Linked DNA regions of Zea mays: regions 2 and 3 are each linked to region 1. Evidence: chromatin contacts called from public Hi-C data. All regions are on one chromosome and are shown on one strand. Each heading gives the region's core, a stretch centred on a gene start, on an enhancer-like site or on the middle of the called end of the contact. The rest is flanking DNA. Distances are from core to core; before and after follow the strand shown.

Evidence for each region. Hi-C and Micro-C count contacts between places; a contact is called where the count stands out from the background.
Region 2: a Hi-C map of endosperm shows a contact between it and region 1, with 2.6 times the contacts expected there. The contact joins the promoter of LOC100284057 here to the promoter of LOC103643322 in region 1. A contact is called at or near these places in 2 of 25 Hi-C or Micro-C datasets (ear and endosperm).
Region 3: a Hi-C map of ear shows a contact between it and region 1, with 2.4 times the contacts expected there. The contact joins the promoter of LOC103643324 here to the promoter of LOC103643322 in region 1. A contact is called at or near these places in 2 of 25 Hi-C or Micro-C datasets (ear and tassel).

The regions. Positions count from the first base shown.
Region 1 is chr1:223,143,140-223,145,839 of Zm-B73-REFERENCE-NAM-5.0, reverse strand. LOC103643322 reads right to left here and starts at 1,362. Exons shown (of 2, transcript XM_008666473.4): 1 at 300-1,362. The coding sequence starts at 774.
Region 2 is chr1:222,835,275-222,837,974 of Zm-B73-REFERENCE-NAM-5.0, reverse strand. It overlaps LOC100284057, which reads left to right and starts at 1,448. Exons shown (of 9, transcript NM_001156955.2): 1 at 1,448-1,835; 2 at 1,962-2,056; 3 at 2,161-2,292. The coding sequence starts at 1,650.
Region 3 is chr1:223,519,073-223,521,772 of Zm-B73-REFERENCE-NAM-5.0, reverse strand. It overlaps LOC103643324 (probable alpha,alpha-trehalose-phosphate synthase [UDP-forming] 9), which reads right to left and starts at 1,404. Exons shown (of 4, transcript XM_008666475.3): 1 at 1,032-1,404.

The sequences.
Region 1 (2,700 bases), core at 113-2,612:
TGGAACTTGGAACATGGAACACCGCACACTGTACAAAAAGTGAGGGATACTGCTAATGTGATATTTTTTTGGGTAAAACGGTCGAAGGCATTCAACAGTTGATAACTAGAAACTTGCCAAATTTAGGGCATCATTTTAACAGGCTAAACAAGCAAGTTCAGCTATGTACTGTAATTAATTAGTACGTAATGTCTAACTACCTGCTCAGTTATGTACTTTAATTAATTAGTACGTGTTGTCTGTCTACCTGCTCAGTTATGTACTTTAATTAATTAGAAAGAGCAGCATATTGAGCTTACCAGAAACACCACCGTGACCGTGAGCGACACCACCAGGAGCAGGGAACTTGCCATCAGGACGGTCAGGCCGGTCAGCGCGGCCGCGGCGATAGCACCGCACGAGGACGGCGAAGCTTCCCTCGGAGTCAACGTCACTCTGGAGGTCCGGCGCGAGCGGCTCGAGCCAGCCGATGGACCAGTCGGAGCCGTCGGAGTCCGAGTCAGACAGGCAGCCGTCACCGTCGGACTGCACGATAACCATGCCGTGCTCGCCATCGACCTTCGCCTCCACGCGGCCACCGCGACGGCGGCTCTTGCCCTTACGCCGCTGTGCCGCGCCAGAACCAGGGTCTGGATCCCGGAACCCCGACGGGGAGTCCGGGAAGAGGCCTTCCGTCAAGGCCGTGCTCCCCGCCGGTGGCTCGCGGCCTCTAGGATTTCTAGTTCTGCTCCCCGGCCATATCCACTGGGAGAAGCGGCTCAGCGACATGGCCATTATGGGGAAAGAAAGAAATAAAAGAATGCTCGGGTCCTATCCGGGTGGAAATTGAGGGCAAAACTGACAAAATCAAAGTAAAGCAACAGAATAATCTGCGAGGAAGCCTTATCTTCTTCAAGAACTAACTAGACATCTGTCTCAACAAAAGTAGATTGGCAAAGGCGCTGCCTTTAAAGGAAATCAACAAGGTTGGATCGAGTGGAACGAAAGAAATCGCTGATAATTATATAGTGGTTGTTTCTCGGCGCAAATCAGAGGAGCAAGTAGAAAGCAACGGTAGTTTAAGAGTTTCTGAGACGAAATCTATCACCCGAAAAAATTGTCTCCACTCCACAGAAACGAGATGAACCAAGAACAGGCTGATTATAAAAGCCTCAAGGAGAGAAGGCGAGAGAGATTCGGCAACCGAAGAGATGGGAAGAGCTGAAAAAGGTTGTTGCGAGGTCGCCACGAGAATCTTGGGGTGGTGGAACCCGCTCCCTAGATTCGGATCTTTAGGTGTGGGGAAGAGGGAGAGTCGGAGCCAGAGAACTGCGTGACAACGAAGAAGAGGGGGCCTAGGACGCCGACGACCCAGATTGCGAGCCCAGCTTGGGGGAGATAGATCTGGGCCGTCTGCTGGGCGTGGCCCACGGCAACCAATCGTCCGCATGGAACGGATCCTTGCACGACTGATCGTCGGCCGTCCGACGTGCGAAGCAAGTTTCCGCTGCCGTTGGGAACTTGGGATTGTCGTCTCCTGCCACTTGTGTTGTGCGTGCTGGGCATGGGCTCATCATGGCATGCTCGTGATCGTCACTAAACAGTAATGTAACGTTTCTCTATCATCGACAGTGAGAGCTCATTTTAAAGAAACTGGAGCTTCGGAGGACTACAGAAGAAGAACGTCAGGAATAGGTCAAGGAGCTGACAGGAACGTCTACCCTGCTAAGGCTATCCGGAGCAGTTTTACCTTAGACCAACTCCAGCAACACTCCACATCCCACTCCGCATCCGCATTATACACGCTCTGAGTCACTATTTCGCTCTTCAGCAGCCTCCGCATCCGTCTCCGCAAAACAGACGCCGTGTACCTGCACTCCCCTTTTCCACGGTTTCTCTCTCCTCTCCGCAGAAGACTGCATGCGCCACCTCCTGCTCGCGGGCCCCGGCTGTCATAGACTCCGCATACAGTCTATGACAGCTGGGGCCCGCGAGCAGCTGGGGCCCTACATCTTTACTTACCACAGTGCCACAGTGGTTCCCCTACAAAATCCCCCTAAACCCCACCATACTATTAAAATATACATTTCGCTACAACTTCCTCAACTATCATCCTTCTATTTTCTTTTATTCTTTTATTCCCTTTGTTTAGACGCATGCAAGTATATGAGATATTGACACATAATATCATTTTTCATAGAACATTATTTCTCCATCAATTACCATACCAACCATTCAACATTATTTTTCTTTTTATTTCTATCGAAATTGTATTTGACATCTTCCAGACACACGCCCACGGTAACAGAAATCTTCACTCCCCACACGCCCACGGCAACAGAAATCCCCACTCCTCATTCCTTTCTTCTACAAAGCTCCACCAACAGATCTCGAGAAGCTGCTCGCTGCTTTCCGCATTTCTGTGCCATCATGGGAACCGTGGAGCAGAGAGCGGCAGAAAGCAGCGAGCAGGATGCAGATCCGAGACACGTCGTCTTCTTCCCCTCGCCCCGGCTCCGTCTGCACGCTCAGTCGGGCATCGAACATCCTCTGTGCCGTCATGGCGTGTCGAGCACGATGCACGCCACCGGTCACTATCGTCGGCACCTCCTGCCTCCCCTCTCTAGCGAGCCTCGATTTCAGCAGTAGCGCACGAACGAGATGACGGAGCAGGAAGAAGCCAATCGTCCTGCGTAGCGTTCCCCCGCATCTAGAGGGAGA
Region 2 (2,700 bases), core at 199-2,698, 310 kb after region 1:
TTTTCCTCCTTGATTTACTAAACTTGCTTCATCTCAACCTTTTATATATGCTTCCGGTTATATTCGTCATATGTTACATAGAAAGGTAATATGTTTTCTTCTGTTCATAAATTTTGAAGTTGTGCAATGCTTCAATAGTTCAAATAATAATCATTGTAGTTAAATTTCTTACAAGTATTGTAGATGAACGGAATGGTTAACCCGTATACACTTCTTTAAAATCATTAATTCGTACTTTATAGATACAAAACATATTGTTTTAACAAGTAACACCACATGTCCGTCATGCGGGTACCTCTATATTTGTTACATCTTTATGTGTACCAATATGATTATAGACCATATATGTCCTACAAAATGATGTGCCTCAAGCTGATGCAACACCTCGCAAAATTGCCTTTAAAGTTCCTCTTCGTCTTTATGCAGAAAGAACACTTATATCATTTTATATGTAAGTATCTACTAAATCAACTTATATCACTCATCTAAGCAATTATGATTATTGACAAATACAATTAAATTTAACTTAATTACAATTAAAAACGCGCGCTGGCGTGCGCCAGTTACTAGTTTTAATATAAAGCGCGAGGTCACAATAAATACAAGAAAATATAATACAATAATAAAATTACCATCATGTACTTAAATAAAGCACTTTCAAGTCTAGTAGCATATGACTATAGAATCAATGCATGCATGATGACAGGCTTTTGCATTCTTAGCGTACTCATGTTACTTGACATAGTAAACATAATTAGTGTCCTTCTAATCCTTCTCAAGTTTTCAGGCGAATTATGAATACATGTATCAAAAATAACAATTCATAAAAGCTATAAATATAAACCATAAAAGCTTCAAACAACTCTAAACTATGTAGCATTAGATATATCTTGATTTTACAAAAATAATAAAATTAGTTTTGTAATTTTCTAAGTTAAGATAATTTTATTATGTATTTACAAAGATTAGTTTAGATTTGATATATTTTAAAAAGCACTGTATATTTTATTGATGGTAAAATAATACGGTAATTTTTGGAAACGGCTGAAAGATGGAAAGATATTTAAACCGTTTTTGTTTGGAACAATTGGATCTATACCATTAAAAGATCCAAACTTTAGATATATACCATGGATCTTACATGTCATTGACTCATGTGGACCCACATGTAAGTGAGATAGTAATGGTATGAATCCAAAGTGGTGATCTTTTAATGGTATGGATCCAAATTTCCCTTTTTGTTTTGGTATCGTAATATTTCTATCGATTTTGTTTCCGTTTTCGTTTTTATTTAGCTCTGAATTTTGATAAAGTTTTGAAAACTAATATTATCTTTTTCGTTTTCATCCCAGACACATCAGCTCTCACTGTACGCACGTCACCACAAATTGTGTGTGCCTTGGCGTGTCGTGGAGGCCCCGGGCACGCACGCCGCACAGTGGCATCAGCTCTCAGTGCGCGCACGTCACCACAAATTGTGTGCCTTGTCGTGGAGGCCCCGGGCACGTACGCCGCACAGGGCACACCTGCTCCCTCCGGCCTGCTCTGCTCACTGCTTTGATTCCGCTTCGGCGCTTCGCCGCCTCCGGTTTTCTCTCCGCGCCTCCAGTCTCCAGGGACGCACCACCTCTCCCAAGTCCCAATCTCCCATGGCGGCGCTGGGCACGGCGATCACCCCCGCAGCAGCTACCACGGCGCCGTGCTGCTATAATCGGCATCCGCGGAGCCACATCACGGCGCGCCGTAACCGGGTTGCCTCCGCGAGGAGGCTTGACCTGTGCGCCAGCTCCTCACCTGCCGTCACCGCTCCCGACATACCAGACGAGGCGCTGGTGGTGAGCTCCCCGGACCCGCCCCGCCGCGCTGAAGCATTCCGTCGAGCAGGCGGAGAACCCGCCCACTCAGAAGTCCACACACTCCGCTGAGAAGGCGGCTAGTTAAAAGCATGCTTTCCTTTTCAGGAACCCTTGGTGGCGCCGGCGCCGGAGACGAAGCTCAGGAAGCTGGCGTGTCCAATCTGCTACTACCCCCTGGCGAGCTCGAGCGATCAGTTGGAGTAAGTGGTCTTTCCTCCCCATTTCGTCCCGCATTACCTGACCTGCCACTGCTAACTGGTTATCACGCAGGTTCTCAAATTGATGGTTGTTTGTTCATCTCCAGTGATGCTACCAGTCTCGAATGTCCAACGTGCAAGAAATGCTACCCCAACAAGCAAGATTACTGGGATCTTACAGTGTCAGTTGGTTCGACAGAGTACTCCGAGTCCATGCCAGTGGCAACAGAGTTGTTTAGGTAAAGAGGTTCGTTTGTTTCTTCTGGGATTAGCTGTCCTGCTATGTTTGGGAGCAAGAGGATTAGAGAACATTGGAGGGCTAATATCCTTTTGCTATTCAATTGATTGAATAGTAAGGGGATATTAGTCCCTTCAATCCGCTTCTCCTAGACACATCCCAAATCTAGGTGAAATGAGGAGGCGAGGAAATTAATTAACAGATGAAATTGATCTTCCGTGGCTTAAAATTATAGTGTCTGAAGGACCGGTGAGATGACTAGAGAGAGGTGAATGGGAGCCTATCAAATTTTGCTGCTTAGAACTGGAAATTAAGCACTTAAATTTAATCGAGATGAAGAAATCGCTCAAACCAAAAGCACATTAGCCAACCAGTGATCTCATGATTTTGAAATGTTTTTATGACTCAC
Region 3 (2,700 bases), core at 155-2,654, 380 kb before region 1:
GCTGAAGAGCTGATGCCATTTGCATCATGGTGTTAAGCACAACTTATCAATTTCGATCAATTTACATCAAACACCAAATCTAATTGCATTGAGCAGCAGGAGTTTACACTTGAAACAACTACATGGCTGCTCTGCAGAAGTGTCACTACTTGGCATGGTCAGCTAACTGGGGCAAAATCTTGGGCTTTATGATCACAGTGAGACATCACACACTGTAATCTTGTTGGGAAATAGAATGTTCTAACCAATGAGGAAAAAGCTGATGGCTCATGGCTATCGATATACAGGACATGACTAGTTTCTTGGTGAAGAAAAGAATAGTATTATTCTAACTCCATAGTAATCACATTTCTGGCTTTCCATCGCTAGAAATGCATAGGAAGTAAAAAAAAATCTCAACGAAAATAGCAAGTAACGTGCCTAAAGATGAACCGAGTGTCTGAATCTAAACCGGTGGTTGATTTATTGCGTGAAACGAACAGATCAACAGTGAAAGGACACATCCTAAAATTGATCAAACTGAAACAAAACGGCACGATATGCTTATAGATAGAACAATGTAACAGCGAATACCAAAGGACACATCCTAAATTTCACGCCCGGTTCGAGAATACAAAAACGACCAAACATGCCCAGTGTTTTGTACGGTAGTGCAGTAATAACTAAAGATCAAAAAATCTTTACGACAAAAGAGGAATGGGATGGGAATGTAAGATTAGAAAGTTTTGAAGAAGATTGCAAAAGCAGCATCAAATTTGTTTGAATCCCCCTTCACGTTACATATCATTTCAAACGAACGGTAGCCAAAACCAAATCAACTTCTCACAGGAGACCAGACAGAGAAGCAGATTGCAGCCACTCGCGACGAATGAAAAAAAAAGAATTTCACAAAATCCCTAAACCAAAATCGCCGCTGCATCCAGTTCAAAACTGCTGCCAAGATCGAACCTTCTACAGCCAGCAGCCCTACAACTGGAAACCCGAAGAAACAGCAAAAGGTAAATGAAAGCACGGCGCAAGCCGGTGCTCACCCAGATCAAACGAGACGCGCTCACTCTTCGATCGTGGCCCTTCCCTTCCTCCTCTCCTTCGCCTCAGCTTCGTCACCGAATACTTGGTCCACCGGCTTGTTTTGCTCCAGCTTCCTCGCTCGCTCGCTCGCTTCTCTCGCCCTCCTCCTATGAGAACATTAGACTGGAGTTGGGAGAGAGGAACAGATAGAGACGGGGACGCGGCCACGCGGGCGAGGTTAAAGAAATTGTTAGAATAGGAACCCATACCCTAATCAGGGGTTGGGAGTGGTATTAAATAGGGAGAGTAACTGGGCCAAGGCCCATTACACAGGGGTATAACGGTCATTACACAGGGAATAGCACAAACCCTAGACGGGTAGTCTAACACCCCCCGCAGTCACAACTCTATCCTGTACAGATGTTGAGACTGGATCGGAAGTCTAAAAAGACACTCGACGGTAACCCCTTGGTAAAGATGTCGGCGAACTGAAGCGTGGTGGGGACGCTGAGAACGCGGACGTCACCGGCAGCGACACGCTCGCGGACGAAGTGCAGGTCGATCTCCACATGCTTCGTGCGCTGATGCTGCACGGGGTTGGTAGAGAGGTAGACCGCGCTGACGTTGTCGCAGTAGACGAGGGTGGCGCGCTGGAGGGGACTGTGGAGCTCGTGGAGGAGCTGGCGCAGCCAGGAGGCCTCGGCCACGCCATTGGCCACGGCACGGTACTCGGCCTCAGCGCTGGAGCGAGAGACGACGGGCTGCCTCTTGGCGGCCCAAGAGACGAGGTTGGCGCCCAGGAAGACGGCGTAGCCGGAGGTGGACCGACGCGTGTCGGGACAGCCAGCCCAGTCAGCGTCGGTGTAGACCACGAGCTCCGACGTCGGGGATGGGCGGAGTAGGAGACCGTAGTCGAGGGAGCCGCGGAGGTAGCGTAGAATCCGCTTGAGCGCAGTGAGATGGGGCTCCCGCGGAGTGTGCATATGCAGGCACACCTGCTGGACGGCGTAAGCGATGTCGGGCCTGGAGAACGTGAGGTACTGGAGCGCGCCGGTGAGGCTCCGGTAGGACGTCGCGTCGGCGACCGGAGGCCCGTCGTCCTCAGAGAGCTTCGCCTGAGTGTCGACAGGCGTGGAGCAGGGCTTGCAGTCAGACATGCCAGCCCGCTCCAGGATGTCGATGGCGTACTGGCGCTGGTGGAGGAAGAGACCCTGGGGCCGACGTTCGGCGGTGACGCCGAGGAAGTGGTGGAGGGGCCCCAGGTCCTTCATCGCGAACTCTCGCTGAAGGGCGACGATCGTGCGCTGAAGGAGGTCGGCGGTGGATGCCGTGAGCACAATGTCGTCGACGTAGAGCAGGAGGTAGACGGTGTCGTCGCCGCGCCGGTAGATGAACAGGGACGTGTCCGACTTGGCCTCGACGAAGCCGACAGAGGCCAGGTAGGAGGCGAAGCGGCTGTACCAAGCCCGTGGCGCCTGCTTGAGGCCGTACAAGGATCGGTTCAGCCGGCAAACCAGGTCCGGACGGTCAGCGTCGACGAAGCCGGTGGGCTGGCTGCAGTAGACAGTCTCCGTCAGAGTGCCATGGAGGAAGGCATTCTTGACATCGAGCTGATGGATCGCCCAGTCGCGGGAGAGGGCGAGGGAGAGGACGGCGCGAACAGTGGCGAACTTGACGACAGGGCTGAAG